Regions from separate parts of the Mus musculus genome. Here all the other regions are linked to region 1. The links are chromatin contacts, called in public Hi-C and promoter capture Hi-C maps. All regions are on one chromosome and are shown on one strand. The core of a region is the stretch at or near the end of the contact, and the rest is flanking DNA. Distances in the headings are between cores, read along the strand shown.

Region 1 (3,249 bases), core at 413-2,912:
TAAACGATTAATGGGGCAGCTAAGGAGGCAGGTGTCTCTATTTCTATTAGAGATGCGAAATGGAAACTTCCCTGGGTTACAGAGATCAAAAAACAGACGACTGGGGGTTCAAACTTCACATCTGACTGAGGCCTTACTCTAGTTACTTTTAAAAAGTTAAACAAACAAACAGGCCCCGTGTTGTGGTTCATGCCTTTAATGTGAGCACTCACAAAGCGGAGGCAGGTTGATCTCTGTGAGTTCAAGGCCAGCCTGTTCTACATACTGATTTCCAGGACAGCCAGGGCTGCTGTATATTCAGACCCTGTCTGAAAAAAAAAAAAAAATAGTAACAATCCCATGCTATCTAGCTTATAGTATAGAACAGGTGTATCTCTTTCACCATGTAAACAAAGGTCTGCTTGAGGATACTCTATCTGTGCAGAAGGTAATATAAGTCACACAGACTAGGGTGTGTGACCTGTTTCTGGGTGTCACTGTCCATACAGTCTCATCTAGAAAGCCAAGAGACTAACACAGTAACCTCTGTGAATGACTGCGACATTTAATTTTTTTAAATGTCTTTCAGACCAGGCATGGGTTTCAAGTGGCAGTAACCCCAGTATGTGAGGCTGTGGCTGGAGGACCTGGCATTCTGAGCCACCTGGAGACTAGCATTGAACCTGACCACTTTGTGTAACTTTCCCTTGGTTGTTCTAACTTTCAAAAATGATAGAGAATATGTATGCAATTGTTGGAAAATCTTTATTTAAAAAAAAATCCCATTTGAGATATTTAGACAGCTTTTACAGAAGAAACTGTCTAAAAGCACACTTGCCAAAATATTTTTTTAGTGATGTATGTTACATACATAGTAATGCTACGTACTTTCTTGTTTGATTTCACAAATCTGACGGATGCACACCATTTTCCACGAGAACACAAAAAAGCTATGGTTTGAGAGGGATTACGTAAATTGCCCAGGGATCATAGTTGGTTATTATATGGGGCCATGAGGTCTGCTTCCAAAGCCGAATGCATCAAAGCCTCAGCTTCTATAACACACTTCATTTGAACAACCCCTATTCTCAAGAGAAAGAAAGAAGTGTCCTTGAGAGTTAGGAGCTGAATGGCACAAAACAGCTTTTTATGCAGTACACTTGGGAGAACCGGGCTTGAGCACGCCCTTTTCGAGGAAGATACTGTGCTAGATTAGTCAGTCATGTGTTAATCTGCCTCAAAAGATATGAAGGACCATATTATGGCCATGTTTCAGACAAGAAAGCCGAGACTATGCAGAGTGGAACAAGTTTCTCTAAACCAAGGGGGAAGCCGTCCGATCCCTTTGACCACTGAGCCGAAGGCCGAAGTTGAAGGGCCAAGGGCTGTGCGGCTCGGGGCCGGTGTCCAGCACACGGAGGGAGCTGGGCGGCCCCGCGTGTGCCCACGCGAGATGCGGCTGCCCCGGCCCACAGTCCCGCCCGGCCCCACTCACGATGTGCGACACGCGTTTGGGGTCGTTGTACTGAAGCAGATACTCCCGTTTAAGCCGGGCCCTTATGCTCAAGCGCTCGACCTGCGCCCTTCTGGTCTCCGGAGACACGTCATACTCGGCAGGGTCGAGGGTACTGGGGAGAGTGGCCAGGGGCGCAGGCTTATACTTGGAACCCGACATCTTGACTCCCGGCGCACATCTGCGCCTGCGCGGATATGAGGGCTGCCCTCTCGAGTCTGACCTTCAGGCTCAGGAAGTGCGCCTGCGCGCGCACAAGGCGCTCTGGCAGGAAGGGGCGGGAGAGGGGTGGGGTTCGAGGCTGGGTGGAGCCTTTGCCAATCCTCCTTCACGCCCTCGTCCCGCGTATTCTGCGCGTGCGCACTGCTTCTCGTTTTGCCTCCTCTTGTCTGGTGGTAAACTCCTTTTCTCTCTGTGCTACTACTTGTTTGCAGAACTGATTTCCTGAAGTTGAGTAGACTAGAGGAGACTGGGAAACTGGGTTGTCTGTGACTCCTGAAGTCCTACAGTCCAGGGTGGGTTCTTCCAACCTGGGTGACCTTGTCATTAGTCAAGGTCATTAGTGTCTCCCAAATTTCCTTTTTCTTACCCTGGAGAAATGACCTTGACTCTGCACTCCTAGCAAGGTTGTTGGAATTAAATGAGACATTGAAAACAATGAAATTGCTTTTCAAACATTTCCCTAGCTACGCCCCACCCCAAACAAAAAAGAGAATAAGCTTTCTAAAGGTTACCACTTTAGGACCAATCCACTGTTAACCCCAAAGATGGGAGGAGAAAGACCACCGACTCAGATCATCTCGTCCAGATTAATTAAAGTCAGGTTTTTATTCCTGTACACGAGCTGCCTCCCCCTGCCTCCTCCTAAGGCAAGGTTCATTGGATGTGAGGAAGGCTTTTATAGCTCAGAGGTAGAGGAGTTCTAAATGGGGGATTTGTGGCAAAATAGGAGTTACAGGAGCAGAATATAGGCATAATAAGTTAGTCTCCTGAAACAAAGACACAAAGGCAGTCATAACAGCAGGTAGTCATACAAGGTACCCATACAAACCTTTTGCAAGATAAACATTAACTTTTTGAAACAAAAATGTGAGTGCTATTCCTGGAACAGGCAGTACAGAACCATTTGTAGTTAAGGTTACAGGTGGGGCATAGCCCAATCTTTGATTAATTAACAGCTTTAATTCATCAAGTTAATTTGTTTAACTTAGTTTGTCTTTACTATCAGATGGCTTTTAAACCTAAGATGGAGGCAGACTGGTTCTTCACCACCTAAGTATAAGCTTATCTTTTGAAGACATAAAATACTGTTTAAAAGGAGAGTGGGGTTACAGAGCAAGTTTTACCTGGCTGTAGTAGATCAGAAAATAATAAAGAATGAAACTCCTGAGTAAATACCTTAGTGAAAATGCAAACAAAACAAAACAAAAACACCTCTCTTAAATCCTCAGCACTCCTCAGGTGCTGAAAGTAAAAGACATCCTTTCAGATAGGAAAGTAACAAGCAGAATAACAGTGCATTCCCGCAAACCCTTGGGAGGCTGAGGCAGGAGCTCTGAGCTCAAGGCCGGCCTGGGGTACACCACAAACCTCTGTTTCAAGAGAATAAGAACAGGAAAGATGATTTGGAGAGTAAATGAAGGTAACATGCAGCTCTCAGCATCTCTGCACCTCCCGCTCCCATCCCCCCTCCAATGCTCCACCCCCTGTCACCACCCCTCCTTACTCCCTCCCACTCACACTCCTCACTCCCCCAC
Region 2 (3,249 bases), core at 229-2,728, 210 kb before region 1:
AGCTGCAGAAACAAAGGGAGCGCACAGGGAGACACCTGCCAGGGCTCCAGGGGACCCTGAGTCCCATGCTCTCTTCTCTCTGTTAGGATCTAAACCTTGAGTTGAGTGCCTTTTTCTTCTGACAGCATATAGCCTCTTCTCCAGACAGCAACTGGTGAAGTTCAGACTCCAGGGGGGGCTCCTATACCTGCTTGCCTATCTGAAAGAAAGCCCCTTCCAATTCTGAAGTAACTTCTATCTGAAGAAAAGCCCTAAAATGATCCCAAGGTACTTTTATGCCATCTCTCTTCAGAGAACTGGAAAATAAACTTGTGTGCTGGAAAGGTTCCCTGTTACATATTATCATTTCATTTCAAAGTAGCTCTCAGTCTTGACTATTAGATTAGATTTTCCCAGGCTGACTTCAATGAAACCAATATATCCCAGACCAATTAAACCAGAATTTCTAAGAATAGGGCCTAAGGAGATTTTCTTTTTCAAGCTCCCAGATGATTCCAGTGTGAAGGCTGTGTTGAAAACCACTGGCTCAGGGCTTGTTTCGTTTCTAGCCTCAATGCAGAATTTAACTATAACTCCCAGACTTCTCTAGATTAGACTCAGGACTACTTAACAGTTCTATTGACCTTCATTGAGAGATATATCTCTTCCTGTTCTGGCTTATCTCTGTTGTGGAGTGTCCCTGATTTCTCTCAATGTTCATCTCCCTGATGAACATTGAGAGGTGTTCCTTCCTCTCTGGCTCATGGCCTCAGGTTAAGAAACAAGTTTCAGTCAAGTGAGTCTAAGGGAAAGTTATGCATTCTGTCCCACTAGATCATCATTTCTACAACTAAGGGGTCATTGAATAGGAATGGTCCACATAGAGCCATGTGTTTTGAATGCATGGTCACAGAGAGTGGCACATTTAGGAGGTGTGGACTTATTGGAGAAGGTGTGGCCTTGTTGGAGGAAGTGTGTCACTGTGGGGGTGGGTTGTGAAGTCTCCTATGCTCAGGTTCCACCTAATGTGGAATGAGAGCCTCCTCCTGCTGCCTATGGATCAAGATGTAGAAGTCTCCTCCAGCACCAGGTCTGCCTGCACTCTGCTGTGCTTCCCACTATGATGATAATGGACTAAACCTCTGAAACTATAAATCAGCTCCAAACTAAAACTAAATTTTGCCTTTATAAGAGTTGCCTTGGTCATGGAGTCTCTTCACAGCCATGAAACCATAACAAAAGCAGGGTCCCTTTGGCTTTAAGATGTAGCCTTCACCAAATTTAAGCTTCTTCCTTAGAGCTGGGTCTTTGTAGTTCCTTCTTTATGTCTGGCCTGCTCTCCAGCCCCATCTCTCCGTGAGCTGTTTTGGGAGAGGAAGAAGGGAGCTGAGAACATGTGAGCACAGAGAGAGAAGGCTTTCAGGTTAAGAGGAGATAGACATACACCGCGCACCGCTGAAACACAAGACTTGGTTTCAGTTCTGCCTTTTCCCTGATTGGAGGAGACTGTGGGTATGGTGACTGGACAGGCTCGAAAAGACTGAGCTGATCGGCCTGCCCTCGGGTCAGCAGCAGAATGGAGAACGGAGGAATCTCGTGACTCAGAGGTCTTAGAGGCAGTGAAGGAGAGATGAGGCTCAGAGCAGGTAAGCGTGCCAGTGTCGCAGTCTACTGACTCAGGCAGAGCCGATTTCTCCTCAAATTAACCAGCTAACGCCTGTGGATGAAGCAGCCCACACAAGTGTTGGCTCTAGCCAAGCTGCTCATTTGTCAGCACTGAAGTGACATCATGTAAATTCCCAGGCAGATGCCAAACTTGAGGAAAATCATGAATCACTCCGTCTGTTGGCAGACACAGCTGCCGGATGACCTCTAAGGCCCTTTCTGGCTTTTTTTTTTTTTTCTTCTTCTTTTTTTAAGTAACTTTGAGAATTTGCACACTGTGTTTTGATCAGATTTATGTTCTCCCCAACTCCTCTTAGATCCATCCCTTCTTCCTTACCCACTCAACCGTATATTCTTTATTTTTTTTAACCCATCAACTACATTCGTTCTGTCTACATACTCTTGGTCGTATGGCTTTCTATTGGAGAGTATTGATCTACCAAGAGGCACATATGCAAAGAAAACGCTCCATTAGCCAGACACTTTCAGTTGTCAATAACACCTCCACTGGGGGCGAGACTTCCTGTCTACCTCACCCCTTCATGATGGGGTTCTTTTTGGCTTGAACTTGTGACAACCTTGCGTGTGCTGTCACAACTGCTGTGAGTTCATATGCACAACAGCCCTGCAATGTCCAGAAGAAACTGTTTCCTTAAAGTCATCCACAGCCTCTGGCTCTTATAATCTCTCTGCCTCTTCTTCTGCAATGATTCCTAAACCTTAGGAGGAAGAAGAACATAGATGTCCCATTTTGGACTTATAATTCTAATCTTCTATTCTCTGCACTTTAATTTCTTGGTCTCTGTGTGAGTCACTACCTACTCCAAAAGATTTTCTGACACAGACTGAAAGATGTGCTAATTATATTATATTATGGGTATGATGATAAGTCCCCAGAAGTCTGTTGAATACTGTGCCCATTTAGCAAAGTAATAGTAGCAGAATCTCCCCTAGGGCCTATGACCTTTCCAGGTACCCGTTCTTGACCCTGATAACAATGCCAGCTATGGAATTGTGGAACAGGCCTTAATTCAAGTCAGAAAGCAGTCGGCTATTCCTGTACCATTTATGCCACTCTTGCCCCAGTGGGCATGTCTTGCCAGGCTGATCATTACTGGTTCAAAAGGTTCACAGCTGGATCTGGATAAGACTGATATAATTTTCTCTTCCAGTAGTGTGCATAGAACTTTCTAGCCCTATGAAAGGGAGCCAGTAGGCATGAACCTTACAGGTAAACACCAAGATTCCTCTGTGTTCTATGACTTAAGTATGTGATGTCTTCAACAGTAGGGCATTATCTTTAACTTCAGGTGTGTGTTCCATTTATAATACTCAGAAAGGTCAGTAAATCAGTAAGGAGCCATGTGTTGAAGATCCCAAGAGAGAGGAGATAGAATACAGTCCTGTGAGTGAGTCAAGGAAAATAATGCAGCAGCAAATGCTAAATTGGGGGGGGGGGGGATATGGAGGTGGAATATGAAAGCCTACTACATGCACACATATAAAAAGAGTTCAAACAGAACTAACCTCTAATGGGCCAATAAAACCCTTCTAGACCCCAGAGGCTGACAAATGAAAATCCCAGTGCCCATAATGGGTTACCTC
Region 3 (3,249 bases), core at 248-2,747, 190 kb before region 1:
GGAGTCTGGCAGTGGTGGCATTTGCCTTTAATCCCAGTACTTGTGGGGCAGAGGTAGGCAGATCTCTGAGGTCAAGGCCACTCTGGTCTACAAACTGGGTTCTAAGACAGCCAAGGCTATGCTGAGAAACCCTGTCTCAAAAAACAAACAGCAGAAGGGGGGAGGAGGAAGGGAGCGGGGAGGGGGAGAAGGAGGAGGAGGAGGAGGAGGAAGAGGAGGGGGAGGTGGAGGGGGAGGAGGAGGAGGGGGAGGGGAGGAAGGGGAGGGGGAGGAGGAGGGGGAGGAGGGGGAGGGGGAGGAGGAGGAGGAGGAGGAGAAGACCTGGGAAGCCAGTCATGGGATGTATAACCTACTATAACCCAGCACCTGAAAGGCTGAGGCAAAAGAATCCTGAGTTCAAAGCTAGCCTGCACAATACACAAACTCAAGGGCAGTCTGAGCCACATAGAAATACCTTGTCTCAGAAACCAAACAAACAAACAAAAAACCCACAAGAATATAGACTGGGGATATAGTTCAGTGACAGAGAGCTTGCAAGCATTCAAGGACTTGGGTTTGGCCCACAGCCCTGGAGAGGGAGGGGATGAAGAGCTTAAAGTGCTGATGGACCAGAGAGTTTCCAAAGGAAAGAGCATCCTTCCCTGGTGGAAGGGTATGGAGTCAAGGACAGAGAGGCCAGGCCTCTGAGTGAGGGTACCCCAGGCTACCTTCTACTCAATTTCTTACTACTATAGAATAAATCTGAATGGAAGCTGCTTCATTGGTGAGTGGAATTCCCAGGAGCTATGTTAACTGGTCATTTATACATTTAGCTGAGAGCAAGGTGAAATATGATCTATATATCTGCTTTTTTGTTTGGTTGGCTTGGGTTTGTTTTTGTTTTTGAAGCAACTGTGTGAAGTCCATGCCCACAGTAGCTACTTGAGATCATTGCAGGTCCGAGCCTGCTGGCTTGTGTTGAGTCTTACAAGGATCTGCATCAGATAGAACAAGGACCTCCACCTTCTGCTTTTCCCTTCAGCTTCACAGCCTCTTGGCCTCAGACCTGTATACCTGGACAGCTCTCTAATCAAACAGCCCTCAACCTAGACCTCTTAAAAATGTCACAGTGCCCATGGAAGCCTACGTAGGCAGATTCTACTATAAAACTAGTCATTCATTTAACACATGTTTAGCTTCTATTTTGATCTGGGATGGCATCACCCACACACAAAGAAAGGTACAGAGAACAGTGAGCCAATGAATAGAGAGAAGGGTGGAAAGAAAATAATTAAAAAGGACTAAAGAGATGCAGGCTGTTAAAGATGCCACAGAGCATTTAAGGTTGCATCTGTCTTTATAAGCTCGCTCCTGTTTACAGCGGAAAAGACAATTAGATGTGTAGGCTACTCAATCCTAATTTCTGAACTCAGGAAGGAATTAATGCCTCTGCAGAAAAGAGTTTTACTGTGTTTTCTCTACATCAATCCAGCATGAACACAGCACATGTCTATTAAGGCAGGGAGGGGAAGGGAGAGGGAGGCCATGATTACTGCCAGCACAGGCTCAGTAGACAGTAACAGGAAAGAATTTTACTGGCAGAAATTAGAAATTGTTCTTTCTCACTCCACCAACACATAAGTAATAATGCGGAGCTACCTTCTGCTGCTTCGCATGCTGCAATACAAAAAGAAAAAAGAAAAGAAAAGAAAAGATGCCTCAAGGGACAGAAGTAGAACCCAAGTACAATAAAACTATACTACCCCACCCTGAATATCTGGAACAACTGCAAGAAAAAAGAATACTTCTGTTCATACTATCTTTGATCTGGTTTCAATAGCATGTTAGTTGATAGATGAGGCTGAGACATTTGAACCTTTGCAAAATCTTCTAATACCTGGTCATTAGTCATTTGATTAATCCCATTAATCAAAAATCATATACAGACAGACACACATGCACACACACACACACAAACACACACACACTCACACACACAGTGTTTCATGCATGAGACCTGACATCTCAGAAGACACTCACTAGTCTGTGACATGGGTTAAAATGAGACTTTGTTTGGCCAAAGCTTCTGATGCAATAAATGCCAATTACTCACACATCCCAAAGTCAGGTGCTACATCCCCAGAACAGATAGCTGGTTTGTGAACATTAATTGATCATCTATCCCTCTACCACTAAAAATAAGGTGAAGGATGCTGAGGGAGGTTTTGCCTTGATTTGTTTATGCTGAGAATTAAACCAGGGATGTCATGCGTGCTACCTAGTGATCTGCCACTGAGTTGGCTGGTTTTAGAGATTTTATTTTGTTTTAAATGTAGAGTAAGTTGCACGACTGAGATGGTATTTTCCTTCCCTCCATCATGGCCACTTTCTACCAATATGGCACCTCCAGTGTAGCAAGAAGAATATCCAAAAGACACCAGAAAGTTCTGGATGTCTCCAGGATAAATAGGAGAAAATCTTTAGGCTGCCTGGAGTAGTTTGAGGCAGCAGAGCGCTGTAGCTGTGGGTAATTGGAGACCTGCTAACAACAAAGCAGAGATGCATGTTAGAGCATTGCAGGAGATCTCAGAGGGTTCAGAAGAAATTGTGACCCGATGAAGAATGTTCAAGTGAACACCCCTCAGACTGATTTTTGAGGAGCCTCCAAAGTACCCCACCACAAGGTTTCTTTGCCTCTCGGCCACAACCAGAGGAAATGAGGGTCCACACACATTAATTCTTGTTATACTTTTCTGTCCCACACCTCTCCTGGCTCCCTTGTTTCAGTACTGAAGGAACCAGAAAGCCCAGTGAGAGGAGCAGAAGACAAGGAAAGAACCCACATGCTCCCACCCACGTCCAAGCACAGCAAGCTTTCACTTGAAGCAAGTCCAAGTTGAGGGAAAGAAGAAGATGTATCTTTGAATGAAGTTCAGGCTTCTTACTTACAGCGGCCTAGCTATATTAATTAGTGAATGAAGACTGTTTTAGCGAGTCAAATAACCAGAGGAGACAGATTTTTATTAGCTAATTGTGAGGATACAAGCTGTGAGGTCTGATCAAGATTCCGTCAGAGAGCAGAGGAAGAAATAAAGCCACTAAACACAAGCAGAGAAAGAAAGCCTGAAGTTGGCTTCTGATTGGATTCTACTCTTCCACATCTGTCTTCTTCCATATCTGTCCAGGGTTTTTACTGAAATAAATCATGTTTGTTCCTGCAGATTTCATCTCTTTCCTAATGCCTGACCATCAGTCGTTAGGCCAAGGTAG
Region 4 (3,249 bases), core at 489-2,988, 150 kb before region 1:
ATCTTTGGAGGCTGTTTGTCTCATAATGCTTTTCAGGGCTTTAAAAAAAAGTATTATTATCTTTTTAACCTCACAGGCCCTTTGCATATATATTCTGACTCCCAGTTTTGCTTTTCTGGCGTCCAGCGCGTACGAACCTGCGCGCCCTGCATTTAGCTGGGTTTTTTGTGCTTTTACTTCGGCTCCAGTTGTTCTGTTGCCTTGTCCTACCCAGCTTGTTTCTGTTTTATCTTATTTTAGTATTATTCTTTAGATGCCTATTTGTTTTCTAATGAGAGAAAGAAAGGGTGTGGATCAAGATGGCAGGGGAGGTGGGAAAGGGCTTGGAGGAGTTGGAGGAAGGGGAACCATAACCAGGATATATTGTACGAATGGTATGAAGAAAATCTATCTTCAATAAAAAAAAAAAAAGAAGAAGAAGAAGAAGAGGAGGAGGAATGTTTAGAGAAAGTAAATCCATACACTAGAAGATGCAGGGGTTGGTGGGAAGGCAGAACTAGAAAAGCCTGCTAAGTCCTGGCCTTCCTTTTGGACAGGAACAGCACAACAAACCCGAGTAGTGGTGGTTACAACTACTCTCAATATATCAGACGCCACTGAAATGCTCACTCTCGAACAACTAATGCCATGGGAATTTTACCATTAAAAAAAAAAATTACGCTGACCCCGTGACTCAGCTGACTGCCACGCTGCTCTTTCTCCTTCCCTTCCTTGTAACCGATGGAAAGGGGGGACCAGCCATGAGCATCTGCAGAAACTATGTGCCAGGACAAGGCAACGCAAGTATCAAGACAGACAGAAGGATCTGCATCTTGGACACCATGAAGACGAGTACATGAACCGCCCACTTCATTGTAAGAAAACTTAAATTCTTAGTGGAGTTTTATAAAACTAAGGAGGTTGAAAGGAAGGGCTGAGCATGTAGGTCAGCGATAGAAGAGTGGTTTAACATGCATCAGGCCCAGGCGGCAATCCCCCAGTGCCGTAAAAAAAAGTACAAACACTAAATAAAGCACAAACGTGAAGGAAGAAATAGCCCACCCTTTGTTCTTTACACATTTTTCTCCTTAAAGAATGATGTTAACATGCATGAAATAACTTCATGGGCAAGGCTTAGTTTAGATGCATTGCTTTGAGGGACTTTTGGCTAGGTAGTTTAAACAGTTGCTGGGAAAATGTCCTTTGTAAAAATGTTCTTTAAAAAAAAAAAAAAAAAAAGAGCCGGGCATGGTGGCGCACACCTTTAATCCCAGCACTCGGGAGGCAGAGGCAGGTGGATTTCTGAGTTTGAGGCCAGCCTGGTCTACAGAGTGAGTTCCAGGACAGCCAGGGTAACACAGAGAAACCGTGTCTCAAAAAACCAAAAGAAAGAAAGAAAGAAAGAAAGAAAGAGAGAGAGAGAGAGAGAGAGAGAGAGAGAGAGAGAGAGAGAGAGAGAGAGAGAAAGAAAGAATTTTTAAAAAAACTAAAAAAAAAAAAAAAAAAAAAACCAAAGCTGTAGATAGAAACCACAAATTAGTACCACAGACATTAGTTATACAGACAGAAGAAAGATGACAGAAGAAAAAAATGCCCCTTTCATAGCTTATTTGTGGTCTGGAAACACGGCCATATACTTGTTCAGCTAATACACACTGATGGCAACTATCTCCGTGCCGGGCCGTAAGCCTGGGAAGGGAACCAGGCACTACAGTAAGCCAGCAGGTGGCCTTGACTCTTGTGGAGTGGGGTGAAGGTTCATGGTAAGCCCAGAAACAATTTAACTTACAGTATGGACTAGACTAACACAAGCACATCAGCACACGGGACTTCCAGCTGCCTCGGCTTAGTTCCTGCCTCTCGGCTTCTCTACTCCTGGCGTGGCTTCCTTTACTTCCAAGAACTCAGGCCCTTGCCTACTACTGTGCCAGTGAACTAGTTAAACTTGTTAGGTTCTTATCAACAGTTCTAGCAGCTTCCCTCAGGAAAGAAACCAAGAACCCCACCCCAACCTCCTCGTCTCACCCAAAAGGGAAAATCAGAAGCAAAGTCTATTATGGTTTCCAAGAATACCGAGTCAACACACAAAACTGAAGCTGACTTTCCTGTGAAACTAAATTTTAAAAAGATACCCTTGACAATGTTTATCCACAGAACTCCACAAAGCAAGCTACAAATGTGACCTCTTGTAGAGTTTTCAAAGTTCTAATAGCCACTTTAAAAGGAGGGAAAACAGTTAAGATTATTTTAATAGTATTTTTCTTTAACCCAACACATTTATAGTATTTTAAAAAATATAACCAATATAAAATCATCGTGCATAGTAATTCCCATGCTGAGCCTTCCAACCATGAGTATAGTATGTACCACTCAGTTACAGCACATTTTCATTTGGGTCGGATACACCTCAAGTATTCGGCAGCCACACTTAGCCAGTGGCTAACATATATAGACAATGCTGCCCCAATAGTCAATAAATTTCCCTTCCCACAAACATTAAAGCTAATGGCTCCCAGAACCGAAGCTTCAAGATGTCTAGCTGTGCCCCAGAAGCTATATTCCAGCACCCCCTACTGATAGTCTTGGAGACAGAGCCCTAGGCATCATGAATCACAAGTGAGCATAATTATCTGATTAAGAACATAATTAACTAATTTGCAATTCAGTCAGGAACAAAATGATCAGCCTTGGTGCAGAAAAGGTCATACTCTCCTACTGCTAACTCATCTGCCCATCTCTCCATTCAACACTTACTGAGTCTACTCTGCAGTAGAATTAATTCTACATGCTAGCAGCCTGCCCTCTGGTGGCTTATACTCTTTTTTTTGGGGGGGGGAGGGGGTGATGGGCATAAATAAGACATTTAATTCAAACTCTAAATTGCAAGAAACAAACAAGACAGGAAAATATAGAATACACAGGAGAACAGAGAACCAGCTTCTCAGAGGTGCTAATTGTGCTTAAGAAAGAAGTATCAGGCAAGAATGGCCAAGTGTCTTATACAGAGACTGTAACTTGACAGTGACCCACGGCAGGCAAAAAGATGGTCTATTCAAGCTAAGAGTTTCCAACAGTAAGAAGAAGCGGGTATGTGGAGGCCAGACCATAACAGGGCTGTTGGAAGGGGTAAGAGATCTGGATGCTATTTAAAAATAAATCTAATTTATGATTTTTTAAAAAAATTCCTGTGTGGGTGAATGGTTAAAATTTTGTGTGTGTGTGTATGTGTGTGTGTGTGTGTGTGTGTGTGTGTGTGTGTGTGTGTGTGTG
Region 5 (3,249 bases), core at 211-2,710, 130 kb after region 1:
TATGATGGGGGGGGTCACTACAATATGAGGAACTATTATATTAAGGGGTCCCAGCGTTAGAAACATTGAGAACCTCTGGTCTAATAGGAGAAGTAGGCAGGGAAGGTCATGGCCTCAGAACTGTCCAGTGTGAGAAACAGTGGATCATGGCTGAGAATCTACCCTGTGCAGAGGTCCAGGAAAGTCTGTCAGAGGAAGTAGCCTGCGGCTGAACTTGGAAAGGGACCTACAGTGTAGCATAGGCAGAAAAGAGAGCTTCTATTTAATCCTCAAAAAGTGACAAGTAACTATTATAAGGCTCATTTTACCCATGAAGAAACCATTCAGTTACCCTGTATCAGCTACCTAACCAATGGTAGAGCCAGGATGTAAAACCCAGGGTTTGATATCCCCAAGTCAAAGCTCAGTGGTTTGTGCCCTTGGGTCTGATTTCCAGAAGCCAGACTCTGAAAACACACCAACAATGAATGTTGCCTGTAGTATGGCTCCAGCACTGTACAGTCCTAGTCACTAACTATTCAAGGCACATCAGTGCTAAATGGCTCTAGTACCTGACCTGATCCTGCAGCCTCGCCTGCTCCAGCCACATGATCTCCACTTGAATCCAGCCCCAGCTGCCTCTCTGACATGTGCGGAACTGCAGTTATTATTTGGGAATATTGCCAGCTAATGGCCAGAGACTCGGGAGATGTTTTAAGGCAGTTTCTGTGTCCTTGAAACGTATTCACAACTGTTCCATACTATGTAAGACCGAACTGCAAAATGGCTCTAAACTCCAATCTGATTGCTAAATATGGCCGTGTAGTGCACAGATGCCTGCCTGAGGGGGTCAGTTGGGCCAATCCCACCCTGCACTGCACTCATAAAGGCGTGTGCCCTGCCACAGGGCCCCCCTGCCACTCAGAAGAAAAGGCCCTTTTCCCCACCAGCTTAGATTAGCAAAGCTTCCCAAAGCTAACATTACCCCCGAGTCATAAGCCTATTGGACTGTGGCTGCCGTTTCTGTGTCTGTACATTTTAATCAACTGGTTTCATCAGAATCCTGAGGCCCCCTTCAAGAGCTAGTTCTTTTTAATGAACAAGCTAAAATAACACAACTGGAAAATCTTTTTTTTTTTTTTAAACATAGTCCTTCACCCCTACAGTGTGCATCTCTTGGATATTACTCACTTCAATTTGGGTGGGGAACTGTGAGTTCTCAGGGACTAATACGATCATCCTCAGCTCCCCATGATGGATGGATTAACGGAACTTCCCTCGGCCTATAGCAGGAGTCCAGCTCCTGGGACGAAATGTCTTAGATAGAGCCAGCCCCCAGCCTGGAGCCTGTCGGAAGTTGTGTCCTGTGTTTGCATTAGCTGAACAAAGAGCTACAGGCTTTCTCGCCTGGCTCCCCTCCTCCCTCCTTCTCTCCTGCACTGGGAGAGGCCAGCTAAAGTCTAGACAGCAGAGGCTGCTTGGCACCGCGCCTTCACAGCAGCCTGCAGGGCTCTGCAGCCCTGACTCCCTCAGCACTGCTCACTCTGGTTCCTTCCTTACTCATTTCCTGCTTTTCTCAAAGTCAGCCCTGAGTTGTCTTGGGGGGCTAGCATGTACCCACACACGTAAGAAGCAAGTGAGTGAATTATGAGCCTGCCCAGGATTCGGCTGCTTTGTGAGGTTCTGAACTGAGAAGTTACAGCTGGCCACGTGGCTGAGATTACTGTCCTAGCATCAAGCAAGCTCCCTTCATCTTGGGCCAGACAAGGTTGGGATGAATAGCCCAGTGGTACCCCAAGTGTGGACTGAGACAAACATCTAACCCCTCATCCCCCTCAAAAGAGTGGGAGAGACCCGCAATGTAAACTCTATCCCTGTAAGTCCACGCAATTTGGATCATCAAAATATTCTTACTTAGAAGTAGGATATTTGATTAAGCTCTTACGTCAGTTTCCTACCCGTGGGGAGCCATGGGAAAGAGAGGCTGGCCAAGGACCAAGAAAACAGTGTGGAGAAAGGCAAGAGGCCCCTGGGTCCCCCTCTTAGGTACTGAGTGCATCATCGAACTCCGAAGTGCGGTGCCTCAAGTGCCTTTGTGCTCTGCAATCCCAAGTCCTGATTACCCCACAGATATGAGTCATTTGGCAACTGTGCATCAGCACTGGGGTGGGGATGGGGGGGGGCTGGAATATCCCAGATCCCCCTGGGATTTAGGGAGGGATCTACAAACAACAACAGCAATGACAAAATGAAGATCAATCCAAACTCTATGATTTTCATGAGAAAACCGACTTTCTTCCGACTTTTCCTTCAGCTGTAGCATTGCAAAGGGCTTACAAAAATAGCTGTGTGGAAATGGTGTTTGGAATCATTCTCATCTCTCACCGTGTTGCCTGGCCCATGACCAGGATCTAGGAGCTCCTGAACAGGTGTTGATGAACGTCCTGCCTCCATCCCCTGTCCCTGATCTGGCAGTCGGCTGCATCAGGCACTGGTCTTTGTCTTTGTCATCAACACTGAGATCCAGTGACCTTTGTAAGCAAGCCAAGGCTAGCCTGGAGGCTTCAGCCCACTGGTGTGCTTGGTGCCATGTCCTGACTCCAAGCCCTAGTAGATAGCCAGGTAAATTGCCCTGACTTCTGGTCATGAATAGGAGCTAGCCATGCAATGTCTGTGTCCTTCCTAATAGAAGTTCTTGTACAGGTTAGAACTGGACACATGTATGTACACACATCTGCACATCTACACGCATGCACACTGGCTTAAATTTCACCCCTCAGGAACAAAGCCGTCTGCCAGTATCTTGTAGTAAGACTTTTCTCAACCACAGATTCCTACGGAAACGAATGAGAGGGACACATGTGTGTTGGGATTTTCTCTGATGAACTGCCTTGTTGTACCTTGTGGCTTCTGTAGACTGTCATGATGTCTAAGCCTAGGCGCAGCGCTTATCTTTTGTGGTTATGAAACTTAGCTGCTAGTGAACTCTTGTCATTCAGCCAGTCGGTCAGTCATTCTGCTTTAACCAAAAATGGTCAAAACATCTGCAATTAGTTAAGCCAGCTAAGTTTCGGAGAGGGAGTGATGTCTGGGGCATAGCATTTTTAAGAAAGCAAGAAAATGGATAAGGGACTAAACGCCAGCCCAGGGGGATTCCTGGTTACTGCCCCAGGGATCAGTGGGTGGTTTAAACGGTGAGGTGCTACGGGAGGAATGTCTGCTGGAGCAGCTCTATCTAGTGAAGCAGATATGCATGTGCTCACAGTGAGC

Evidence for each region. Promoter capture Hi-C pulls out the DNA fragments that hold promoters and counts their contacts. Hi-C and Micro-C count contacts between places; a contact is called where the count stands out from the background.
Region 2: a Hi-C map of muscle stem cells shows a contact between it and region 1, with 2.8 times the contacts expected there. The contact joins the enhancer-like site here to the promoter of Ndufb4 in region 1. A contact is called at or near these places in 7 of 39 promoter capture datasets (the 3T3-L1 cell line, embryonic stem cells, hippocampal neurons and 3 more), 3 of 484 Hi-C or Micro-C datasets (cerebellum, muscle stem cells and myocytes), 7 of 115 datasets of contacts at active chromatin or transcription factors (acute myeloid leukemia, embryonic stem cells, stem cell-derived neural progenitor cells and 1 more) and 1 of 9 other capture datasets (adipose tissue).
Region 3: a promoter capture Hi-C map of hippocampal neurons shows a contact between it and region 1, with 2.3 times the contacts expected there. The contact joins the enhancer-like site here to the promoter of Ndufb4 in region 1. A contact is called at or near these places in 5 of 39 promoter capture datasets (the 3T3-L1 cell line, embryonic stem cells, hippocampal neurons and 1 more), 4 of 115 datasets of contacts at active chromatin or transcription factors (embryonic forebrain and embryonic stem cells) and 1 of 9 other capture datasets (adipose tissue).
Region 4: a promoter capture Hi-C map of liver shows a contact between it and region 1, with 1.7 times the contacts expected there. The contact joins the enhancer-like site here to the promoter of Ndufb4 in region 1. A contact is called at or near these places in 4 of 39 promoter capture datasets (the 3T3-L1 cell line, hippocampal neurons and liver), 4 of 115 datasets of contacts at active chromatin or transcription factors (embryonic stem cells and trophoblast stem cells) and 2 of 9 other capture datasets (adipose tissue and embryonic stem cells).
Region 5: a contact with region 1 is called in a Hi-C map of muscle stem cells, with 2.8 times the contacts expected there. The contact joins the enhancer-like site here to the promoter of Ndufb4 in region 1. A contact is called at or near these places in 3 of 39 promoter capture datasets (embryonic stem cells, frontonasal cranial neural crest and hippocampal neurons), 4 of 484 Hi-C or Micro-C datasets (cerebral cortex, embryonic stem cells and muscle stem cells), 2 of 115 datasets of contacts at active chromatin or transcription factors (bone marrow-derived macrophages and embryonic stem cells) and 2 of 9 other capture datasets (adipose tissue and liver).

Annotation. Positions count from the first base shown.
Region 1 is chr16:37,652,706-37,655,954 of GRCm38.p6, forward strand. It overlaps Ndufb4 (NADH:ubiquinone oxidoreductase subunit B4), which reads right to left and starts at 1,663. Exons shown (of 3, transcript NM_026610.1): 1 at 1,475-1,663. The coding sequence starts at 1,654.
Region 2 is chr16:37,439,248-37,442,496 of GRCm38.p6, forward strand. No RefSeq gene overlaps it. Among named protein-coding and RNA genes, the nearest start is that of Stxbp5l, 56 kb to the left of the region's middle. Within about 2 kb of position 1,479, at least 66 of the 459 cell types and tissues checked have an H3K27ac peak or open chromatin away from gene starts, as enhancers often do. A contact at or near this core is called in adipose tissue, cerebellum, hippocampal neurons and 3 more, where this site is marked.
Region 3 is chr16:37,460,269-37,463,517 of GRCm38.p6, forward strand. No RefSeq gene overlaps it. Among named protein-coding and RNA genes, the nearest start is that of Stxbp5l, 77 kb to the left of the region's middle. Within about 2 kb of position 1,498, at least 7 of the 459 cell types and tissues checked have an H3K27ac peak or open chromatin away from gene starts, as enhancers often do. A contact at or near this core is called in hippocampal neurons, where this site is marked.
Region 4 is chr16:37,502,048-37,505,296 of GRCm38.p6, forward strand. No RefSeq gene overlaps it. Among named protein-coding and RNA genes, the nearest start is that of Gtf2e1, 36 kb to the right of the region's middle. Within about 2 kb of position 1,739, at least 2 of the 459 cell types and tissues checked have an H3K27ac peak or open chromatin away from gene starts, as enhancers often do. A contact at or near this core is called in liver, where this site is marked.
Region 5 is chr16:37,787,156-37,790,404 of GRCm38.p6, forward strand. The region is part of intron 2 of Fstl1 (follistatin-like 1); the gene reads left to right. Among named protein-coding and RNA genes, the nearest start is that of Fstl1, 12 kb to the left of the region's middle. Within about 2 kb of position 1,461, at least 194 of the 459 cell types and tissues checked have an H3K27ac peak or open chromatin away from gene starts, as enhancers often do. A contact at or near this core is called in adipose tissue, cerebral cortex, embryonic stem cells and 2 more, where this site is marked.